Regions from separate parts of the Mus musculus genome. Here all the other regions are linked to region 3. A link is a contact called in public HiChIP or PLAC-seq data. All regions are on one chromosome and are shown on one strand. Each heading gives the region's core, a stretch centred on a gene start, on an enhancer-like site or on the middle of the called end of the contact. The rest is flanking DNA. Distances are from core to core; before and after follow the strand shown. Region 1 has its middle 81 kb from the start of Gm33502. Region 2 has its middle 58 kb from the start of Gm33502. Region 3 overlaps Lsg1 (large 60S subunit nuclear export GTPase 1).

Region 1 (3,309 bases), core at 445-2,944, 140 kb before region 3:
CCAGTTAATGAAAATATTCTCCCGCCCACGTCTTCTCGGACTTTGCCTTTCCTGTCATCAGTGCATGCACACAGCAGTGAGAATAAATTGCTAAACTATTTTAATGTAGAAATACCTACTAAAATTTTTAAATGGAACTGCTTTTTAATTCAGGAGAATTACATTGTAAAAAATATTTTAATCATATTTATCTATTTATGTGTATGTGTGTGCTCACACACATGTGCCAAGGTGTGTAGAGGAAGTCAGAGGACAATTTGCAGGAAATCAGTTGTCTTTTTCCACCGTGTGGGACCTGGGGATAGAAGTTGGGTTGCTGGGTTTGGCACAAGCTCCTTTACCCACCGAGCCATCTCACTGGCCCCCAAGGCATTGTTTTTGAGCATCTGTGTTCTGCTAAAAATAAATGTTAAAGTAAGTACAGAGGAGTGAACTTTTTTTTTTTTTTTAGGATTTTTAGTGTTTATTTCTCCTTTTTTTTTCCTCTTTTCTTTCTTCTTTTTTATTAGATATTTTCTTTATATACATTTCAAATGCTATCCCAAAAGTTCCCCCATACCCTCTGTCTTAGTCAGGGTTTCTATTCCTACACAAACATCATGACCAAGAAGCAAGTTGGGGAGGAAAGGGTTTATTCAGCTTACATTTCCACATTGCTGTTCATCACCAAAGGAAGTCAGGACTGGAACTCAAGCAGGTCAGGAAGCAGGAGCTGATGCAGAGGCCATGGAGGGATGTTCTTTACTGGCTTGCCTCACCTGGCTTGCTCAGCCTGCTCTCTTATAGAACCCAAGACTACCAGCCCAGAGATGGTCCCACCCACAAGGGGCCTTTCCCCCTTGATCACTAATTGAGAAAATGCCTTACAGTTGGATCTCATGGAGGCATTTCCTCAACTGAAGCTCCTTTCTCTGTGATAACTCCAGCTGTGTCAAGTTGACACAAAACTAGCCAGTACACCCTCCCTCTGCCCTGCTCCCCTACCCACCCACTCCCACTTCTTGGCCCTGGCATTCCCCTGTACTGTGGCATATAAAGTTTGCAATACCAATGGGCCTCTCTTTGCAGTGATGGCCGACTAGGCCATCTTTTGATGCATATGCAGCTAGAGTCAAGAGCTCCGGGGTACTGGTTAGTTCATATTGATGTTCCACCTATAGGGTTGCAGACCCCTTCAGCTCCTTAGGTGCTTTCTCTAGCTTCTCCATTGGGAGCCCTGTGTTCCATCTTATAGATGACTGTGAGCATCCACTTCTGTATTTGCCAGGCACTGGCATAGCCTCATACGAGACAGCTATAACAGGGTCCCTTCAGCAAAATCTTTCTGGCATATGCAATAGTGTCTGCGTTTGGTGGCTGATTATAGGATGAATCCCCTGGTGGGGCACAGGAGTGAATATTAAGAACAGCTACTGTGTCTCCTTTTCTTTCATATTAATAAAAGTTTGAAATAATTGAAATATCCATCAGTGAGAAACTGGTTGGCTAAATTATGGGAGCTCTGTATGCAGATTAAAATACAGTTGTGAGCAACACCGTTGAGGTAGACAGAGGCGCTTGCAGAATGGTGTGAAGTGAGTGTGGGTGTGGGGTGGCCACCCTTGAGCTTTTAGAGAGCGAGGGGGGCGCTACAGATGCACTTACTTGTTTGTGAAGACAAAAGGAACAGGCCTCAGGCACACACTCTGAGGAGCTCAGGAGTGTGGAACTGGAGAGAGGGGCAGGGAGCAGAAGGTGACCTTGCCAAGGCTGTAACTCCAGTCCCTGCAGCAGCCTTTTCCAGGCCTTCAGTCTGCTCTTCTGCCGCCACCACCTCTCTGCCTCCCATGGTTCAGTCTTCATATCCCCAACACAATAAGATCCAAACCCCTATCCTGCCATTTAATACTGCCGGGAGCTGGAGCAGCCAACATCTCTACCAAGCTCCGTGCGTAGAAAGTGTAGCCAGTTACATTCGATCCTCCTCCTTGCCCGGCTACTCTGCCGCCCGCCCTCCCTCTGCCTGAAACCCTGTTTGTTCTTCAGAACCTGGCCAAAGGCCTGAAGCTACTGTGGTTCTTCTGAGAAACAGGAGCTAAATGCTTGGACTGTGCAGAACAGATGCAGGGGCCTCAGCAGGTAGCGCCGTCGCAGCTTTCCCTCGAGGGGCGCAGCCTACAAATAACCCTGACCCAATTCGGTCTGGGACTCAAAATTCCAGGAGGGAGACCTCCAAACACCTTGCTCCTTGTTTTGCTCAGGAGATGTTATTTTTAAAACAAGTCTCATCTTTCCCAGTTCTGTATCAGCTAAGAAAAGACAAAGGAATAAGACAAACGGAGATAAAGATCTGTGGATCGGGGGATACACCTTTCTCTGCGGAACTTTTAAAGTAGAGACCTGATGGCTGGGCCAAGGGCACAAGATTCCTGGAGATCGGCCGTGGGGCCTCCAGTAGACAACCCACCCAACAGGAAATGAGAAGAACCACAAGGCCCAACCACTGTTTACTTTCCAATAACCAGGTGAACTTGCTCCTCCGTCCCTGGAGAGAGAAGCCAGAGGTGTCACTCTTCTCTACATGGGAGGATGTATGACCTTGCTCAGAAGGTTGGGCCCTGTCCCGAGAGGAGGGGGGGATCCTGTTGGGCAAGTTGGACGTCCACACCCCTGCAGATCTCCCTCCAGGGTACAGGTGTCCCCAGAAAGGCCACCAGTGTCAGCTTTACTGTTCAACCTGAGCCTGTGCCTTGCTCTACAGAACACCTCAACACTCTCTCATGTCCCTATCTGAGTGGGCAGGTAGACAGGACAATGATATAGACACAGGGCCCAGTAGACAAGAGTAAATGACCCAAGGTGACAGAGATGGCACAGTCATGACTCCCAGGGGCTACCTCTGAGCTCTTCCTTCCAACCCCTTCCTCCTGACCTGGAAGAGGCAGGCAGGAGTGAAGAAGAAAGAGTCTCTTGTGGGAGACTGAGTTCAGCTTCTTTGAGGTGAGAGGCTAGCCCTCAACCTGTGTCCCTAACCCTGAGTCCTTGTGGCCTATGCCTGTATCCCAGGCAGTGCCCCAGGATCCCGACTCTGTACTGCAAGGACAGGAGAGAGCAGCAGCTTGACCCACTATCTAGGGGCCTATACTAAGAGGAAAGTCATAGATACAGCCTTTTCCCCAGGTCTCTGAAAATGCCGCTGTAGTCATCTGAGCTCAAAGAGGGTTTCTGCTCCTCTAAAGGCAGGTGTCTTGACATAGGAGGCTGCCATCCAGAGCGCTGATTTTGTAGACCGAAAGACTTGGATTATAGGAGTTGCTGATTGGAGGGGAA
Region 2 (3,575 bases), core at 275-2,774, 160 kb before region 3:
AAGGCCCAGGCTGCGTATGAAGGAAGCCTTGTCCTTCCCTGGGGACCCTGCTAGACGCTGAGGGGTACAACACAGCCCATGACACGACGATGGGACCATTATGTCTGCTGTATGCTTGTTTCTGTTCTGAATCACCAGCTCGGAGGCTTCTGCCCGTCAGGGATGCTGGACACGTCCCTAGCACATCTGAACAGTCATTTATGATTTTGAAAGCATATTCGCATGCATCAGCTCCACTGATCACTGTGGAACCTCGACACAAGGGTTATTATTGTCTATACGTGCGAATTTGTGCCCGGTTATCACCTTGGTGATGTGATAGAACACAGGTGGTCTCTGGTGTGTCCAGAAGTGATGACTTCACACTGGTTCAGCATCTTCCTTCTGCTACCATCGTAAGCACAGCAGTCACGATTCATTTGCTCACTCGTTCATTCATTCATTCATTCATTCATTCACTCGTTCCCTTGAGAAGTATTTTCCTCACTTCATAAGCTAAAGCCCTCTCTGTACTAGGCTGAGATATAAATGACACCTCTCTAGGAGGTGACAGTACCAGGACAGAAACCCAAGAGAAGCTTCTTAATCATATTGGGGCCCCAAGGGCTAAGTTGGATAGATAAACAAACACCGTGGAAGGCCTGAAAAGCCTGAGCCTGTGAAAACTGAAAGCAAGAGTAAGGGCAGGAGCCCAGGGAATTGTGGGGGCTAGCAGCTAGAGGGGGTTGGGGGGAGAGGGGAGGGGTTGGGGGCCTGTCTGCAGCTGATCCAGGGAGTCCAGCGGTTTACAGCAGAGGTCAGTGCAGACACAGCTGGGTTTTAAGAATCCCAGAGATGCTCTGTGGTGGGAGGGGTAGTCGGGCTTCAGAGAAAAGAGCCAGCACGCAGACCATGGCAACAGTTTGGGTGACCCAGAATGGGACTGAGGGAGGAGTCCAGGAGATTGACAAAGGAAGATGAGATTCAGAAAGTATATGGAAGTAGCTACGCGGTGTGAAGGAAAGAGGCGGGCAGAGTAAGGCAGGAGAAAGGAAGGATGCTACCGTTGTAGTGAGCAGTGTGACACGGTTTGTGGAGTTCCAGGAAGAGAGCAAGAGTGGACACAGTTTGGAAGGAAGGAAGCTTTTGAGAGGAATCTATAAATCTGTGGGTCTCAATACTCTTTCTCATCTGATACCTGAAAGTACCAGGATCTCTCCCTGATCAGCAACCTAAAATCTCCCCAGCAGAGCCTAAAATCAGGGGCTCAAAGTGTGCTTGGTGTATTTGGTCCTAAGGCCCTTGCTATTCACCTGTAAAGTCAGGAATGCATTTTTGCATATGCAAATATGTTTCCTTGGCTGAGGAAGTGTAGTTGTGTGCTTACCTCAGGGTAGCCAGGAATGTCACTCTGGGCTCTGGGTGCTTACCTCCATTAAGACCCCCTGGAGGGCTCTGTCCAGCTGTCCTCTGAGGCCTGCTGTTGTCCCCTGGAGAGAAATTCCGTGGCTACAGAGTTCCTGCCACCTGCACTTTCCCGTACATCCAGTCTAGGTTAGGGAAGGTCACACACACAGGGGGAAAATTCCAGAACATGAGCTCATAGCGTGTGGTGAAAAGTGAGGAAATTTGCCTGGAATTTTGGAATCTGCTCCAGGAATTCATTTTTTTGTTTTAACAGCAAATAGCTTCTAGGGAGCTACCAGGAATAGGTGTCTTCTCTACAGTGTTCCCCACTCCCACTGTGGCTGGTCTTCATTCACATGGCAGGCAGAGTGGTGGATGACTCCAAGTTTGTATTTTCTTTTTTTTTTTTCCATTTTTTATTAGGTATTTAGCTCATTTACATTTCCAATGCTATACCAAAAGTCCCCCATATCCACCCACCCCCACTCCCCTGCCCACCCACTCCCCCTTTTTGGCCCTGGTGTTCCCCTGTACTGGGGCATATAAAGTTTGCAAGTCCAATGGGCCTCTCTTTCCAGTGATGGCCGACTAGGCCATCTTTTGATATATATGCAGCTAGAGTCAAGAGCTCCGGGGTACTGGTTAGTTCATAATGTTGTTCCACCTATAGGGTTGCAGATCCCTTTAGCTCCTTGGCTACTTTCTCTAGCTCCTCCATTGGGAGCCCTATGATCCATCCATTAGCTGACTGTGAGCATCCACTTCTGTGTTTGCTAGGCCCCGGCATAGTCTCACAAGAGACAGCTACATCTGGGTCCTTTCAATAAAATCTTGCTAGTGTATGCAATGGTGTCAGCGTTTGGATGCTGATTATGGGGTGGATCCCTGGATATGGCAGTCTCTACATGGTCCATCCTTTCATCTCAGCTCCAAACTTTGTCTCTGTAACTCCTTCCATGGGTGTTTTGTTCCCAAATCTAAGGAGGGGCATAGTGTCCACACTTCAGTCTTCATTCTTCTTGAGTTTCATGTGTTTAGCAAATTATATCTTATATCTTGGGTATCCTAGGTTTGGGGCTAATATCCACTTATCAGTGAGTACATATTGTGTGAGTTTCTTTGTGAATGTGTTACCTCACTCAGGATGATGCCCTCCAGGTCCATCCATTTGGCTAGAAATTTCATAAATTCATTCTTTTTAATAGCTGAGTAGTACTCCATTGTGTAGATGTACCACATTTTCTGTATCCATTCCTCTGTTGAGGGGCATCTAGGTTCTTTCCAGCTTCTGGCTATTATAAATAAGGCTGCTATGAACATAGTGGAGCATGTGTCCTTCTTACCAGTTGGGGCATCTTCTGGATATATGCCCATGAGAGGTATTGCTGGATCCTCCGGTAGTACTATGTCCAATTTTCTGAGGAACCGCCAGACTGATTTCCAGAGTGGTTGTACAAGCCTGCACTCCCACCAACAATGGAGGAGTGTTCCTCTTTCTCCACATGTATTTTCTAATCACAAGATAAAAAAAAAAAAAAAAAAAAAAAAAAACATGACCAACAAACAAAACAGGCACTCTGATATTTCCTGGCTGACAACACTAATTCATTTTTGCCTATAAAGGAATTTTTTTCTAAGACATGAATTGCTCCCTTCAAACCAAAACTGCCTAACTTTAGGACTGATGCTAGGCGCGTGGAGGATGGCAGTGTGCTGTTACAACATACTGTGATTTCCCTCCCTCTGCAAGCTGCCATTGAGCATGGTCCTTCCCATCTGTAGACCTAGGAAGGAACCATGTCTATGCCTTCCATAGCAAAGCGCCCACACACCTGCGCAATAGTGTGTAACAGCATACACATGTGACCGGGTTAGCTTGAGGCTGAACTTGTTAGCTACCTCGGGGCCTAGGTTTAGGAATGCATCCGCCAGGAGTGTGCCACTTCCTGCCGATTTTACCTTCTGTTCTCAGCCACAGATGTGACCTCTGACCCCGAGGAGTCTCTTTGCGATGGCTCTGAGCCCCCAGGCTTCCACTTTCCTATACCCATGACCTTACAGAGGCTTACTTGCTGGACACAGTAGAAGGTTTCTCTGCCTGGTGACGAAGGGCAGAAACCCCAAGCGACGGCCATTTAAAGGGCTCCTGTAAACTGATCTTTCTAGACTAGAACTCTTCCTGCTTCTGG
Region 3 (3,315 bases), core at 111-2,610:
TTTTAAAGAAAATGATTTAAGCCGGGTAATGGTGGTTCACGCCTTTAACGGGAGGCAGAGGCAGGCAGATTCGAGGCCAGCCTAGTATACAGAGTGAGTTCCAGGACAACCAGGGCTACACAGAGAAACCCTGTCTCGAAAAACCAAGGGGGGGGGGGGGGGAGACAGAGACAGAGAGAGAGAGAGATTGATTTAAGCCTGGTAGTAATGTTGCTTGCCTTTAATCCCAGCACTCAGACAGATCTCTGAGTTCAAGGCCACCCTGGCCTACAGAGTTAAGTTCCAGGATAACCAAGGCTACACAGAGAAACTCTGTCTCAAAAAAACAAAACAACTACAAAAAAGAAAGTGATTTGGGGTTGGGGTTTGATTCAGCTTTAATTGGGAATCTGTGGTGCTGATGAGCCCAGCTGTTGTCTGAGGACTGGAAATGTCTGTCTTTATAGGAGTGTTACGTGAAAGAGATCGATGCTGCCAAGGAGAACGTGATCCTGATAAACAAGGCAGACTTGCTGACTGCTGAGCAGCGGTTTGCCTGGGCTGTGCACTTTGAAAAGGAAGGGGTAAAGGTTATCTTCTGGTCAGCTTTGGCAGAAACTGATCACCTAAATGGTGACTTGAAGGTAATGGGCTGGGGGCCTTTCTCAAGGTGGGTTTTGGGGTTGCCTTATTTCTGACTAATGTGTTTTGTTTATATTGGTGATTTGTAAGGATTACTTTGTTTGGGGATTCCCCTCCCCCCAGTTCAGTGATTACAGGAGAGCCTATAAAAATATTTAAAAATCTGTAACCAGACCACATGGATACTTTGTGATTTCATATACTCTTTCATGCCGTACCGTATACTCTTTCGCATCTGAGACCTTAACTTTTTTAATCTTCAGGAAGTTGTCTAAGAAGTTTCATATTTTTTTTTAATTATTAATTTGCTTTTAAGAGAAACTTCACAGTGCACAGGGTACAACTGAAGAGTGTAGGCAATTTCTTTTATCTTTAACCAAGTTTTACTAAAACTTAAAGTCTATTAAAAAATCAGTCCTGGTATCTTTGATATTTAGAAGACACTTAGAAGTGATATTTTCCCCTCTTCTTTTATCTTTTGGCTTTTTAATGGGTGTTAATATAGGTGATGTGCATGCTGGACTATCTCTATGCGTTCCAGGCCAGCCTGATCTACATAGTGAATTCATGACTGACAGGGCTACAGAGAGAAAACCTGTCTGGGGGGGGGGGGGGGGGAGATCTGTGAATACAACCCCCTCTCGTGGATGAACTCATTATTTACTGAGCTCTACACTCCAGTGAAAGAAATCCCTCCCTCCTTCCGTTTCCCTGTTGGAAGGTCACATTATCTGTCAGTGGCTAATTAGTGCTGAGGGCCTAGCAGTGGTACAGTGCTTGCCCAGGCATGCAAAAGTTTGCCTCCAGCAATGGCAGGGCACCAAGGCCAGGCAGCTTTAATCTCTAAAGTCAGAAGCCGTTTCCCTACAGTGACACTAAGCTAGCTCCAGTTGTTGATCTGAGGGTTTGTTCTTTGTCGTCTTGGTTTCTTCCTCTGCCAGTGTTCAGTTCTTGCCCTCAGCTACCTCATAGATGCCATTTTGGGGCTCTCATCTTGGTGCTTATCCATTTCTGTTATGATTACCACTAACATTGATGGATAATGGAGCACAGTGTTTATCCCACATGCCTGCTAAGGGACATACAGAAAGATTGAGATTTCTAGAATGGAAACCTAGCTAGAAACTTGACTCGGGGAGTTAAAGTGTTTGCTTTCAAGCATGACGGCTCAAGTGTTGTGATGCTTGCCTTTAGTCCCAGCACTTGCAAGGCAGAGATAGGCAAATCTCTGAGTTCAAGGACAACCTGGTCTACATAGTGAGCTCCTGTCTATTATCATGGTCATCACCAATCTAGAATGAAATTTTGCAGCCTCTGAATTTCACACACAGGGGTCTGTGCTCTTTTTTACTTAAGATCAAAAGACTTTGGTACTTTTTGACATATTTAAAACAATTATAAAATCAGAACAAGGTTGGGGATGGTGTACTGCTTGCTTCATATGCAAAAGCCCCTGGGCTCAGTCTTAGCTCTGCAGCAACAGAGCAACAGAAGTGAAGGTCTGCCCTGCTAGGGGCATCTGCTGATGTCCACCTATGTGCTTGCCTGCCCATATGCTGGTCTCCAGCATAGTATTTCCTGTTCTTCCATCACTAGCCTCTGTGTGTAAAGTGCGGTTACACAGGTCTGAAGCTTTGTGGTTTCTGTCACTTCATCAGGAGGAAGTAGACAGTGTTGCTGGAGACACCAACAAAACAGAGTCTGAAAGCTCCAGTTTGGATGCGAATGAAATCCCACACAGAGACTTGATCTCGCTTAGTGAGGAGTCCGCAAGTGACAGTGGTGACAGCAAATATGAGGACTGTCAGGAGGACGAAGAGGAAGATTGGCAGACGTGTTCAGAAGAAGACAGCGTCCCTGAGGAGGAGGAGGGCTGTAATGCGGATTCTGAGACTCAGAACAGAAAAAACGCAGAAAATCAACAAGTGAACAATGATAGCTACCTGGTGTCGAAACAGGAATTACTGGAACTCTTTAAGAAACTCCACACTGGAAAGAAAGTGAAAGATGGACAGCTAACTGTTGGGCTGGTAAGATGAAGGACACTGAAGCCAGCACATGAGAGAGCCTGCAGCAGTCCCTGTCCTTCCACAGCTACAGGTGGACCCACACAGTCAGGCAGGCTTCTGCACCACAGGGAAGACACAGGGAAGGTATCATGGGGTGAGGCAGTGGAGGGGCAGGGTCTGACTCAAAGGGAACATCTCAGGGTTATATTGTCACCACACATGTTTATATTAAATGTGTTCTATAGACTCCTTCCAGTTCAGGTCTTTGTCACATCCGTTGCTGAGAGGTGAGAATGAGACAGGTTTTGACATTGCCAGACTTCAGTGCGGTGTTCTGTAGACATCCTGGCATCCTTGCCAGCTTATGCTGTTTCAGATGCCGTTAGTTAGGGAGAATCCCAGCCTTGGCCAGACAAACTATGACAGATACTTTTATTGTATAAAGATAACAAAAATGGAAAGGGTAGCTGCTATCGCAGCTATATGGCCTAATTGTAAAGGATACAGCCCGGCTCTACGTGGCTCGTCCTTAGCTAAGGACGTGGAGGCTGTCAGGGACAGCATATATAAGAAAGCTCATTCCAGAGAAGCAAAACAAGGTAGAGAGAGGCTGTAGCAGGTCGGGTCTCTCAGCTCTTCAGTTAGTGTGAGGTGTAGATCCTGTGTTTAGCTCTCTCTCCTGTGT

The links. HiChIP or PLAC-seq counts read pairs in DNA pulled down with a chosen protein or histone mark.
Region 1: an H3K27ac HiChIP or PLAC-seq map of embryonic stem cells shows a contact between it and region 3, with 6 read pairs. The contact joins two enhancer-like sites. A contact is called at or near these places in 1 of 39 promoter capture datasets (macrophages), 7 of 115 datasets of contacts at active chromatin or transcription factors (the SCID.adh cell line, bone marrow-derived macrophages, double positive thymocytes and 1 more) and 1 of 9 other capture datasets (pancreatic islet).
Region 2: an H3K27ac HiChIP or PLAC-seq map of embryonic stem cells shows a contact between it and region 3, with 5 read pairs. The contact joins two enhancer-like sites. A contact is called at or near these places in 1 of 39 promoter capture datasets (macrophages), 1 of 484 Hi-C or Micro-C datasets (embryonic stem cells), 12 of 115 datasets of contacts at active chromatin or transcription factors (the 230-238 cell line, the SCID.adh cell line, bone marrow-derived macrophages and 5 more) and 2 of 9 other capture datasets (adipose tissue and embryonic stem cells).

What each region holds. Positions count from the first base shown.
Region 1 is chr16:30,711,171-30,714,479 of GRCm38.p6, reverse strand. No RefSeq gene overlaps it. Among named protein-coding and RNA genes, the nearest start is that of Gm33502, 81 kb to the left of the region's middle. Within about 2 kb of position 1,694, at least 2 of the 459 cell types and tissues checked have an H3K27ac peak or open chromatin away from gene starts, as enhancers often do. A contact at or near this core is called in embryonic stem cells, where this site is marked.
Region 2 is chr16:30,733,425-30,736,999 of GRCm38.p6, reverse strand. No RefSeq gene overlaps it. Among named protein-coding and RNA genes, the nearest start is that of Gm33502, 58 kb to the left of the region's middle. Within about 2 kb of position 1,524, at least 53 of the 459 cell types and tissues checked have an H3K27ac peak or open chromatin away from gene starts, as enhancers often do. A contact at or near this core is called in embryonic stem cells, where this site is marked.
Region 3 is chr16:30,570,501-30,573,815 of GRCm38.p6, reverse strand. It overlaps Lsg1 (large 60S subunit nuclear export GTPase 1), which reads left to right. Exons shown (of 14, transcript NM_178069.5): 7 at 447-623; 8 at 2,280-2,651. Among named protein-coding and RNA genes, the nearest start is that of Lsg1, 15 kb to the left of the region's middle. Within about 2 kb of position 1,360, at least 34 of the 459 cell types and tissues checked have an H3K27ac peak or open chromatin away from gene starts, as enhancers often do. A contact at or near this core is called in embryonic stem cells, where this site is marked.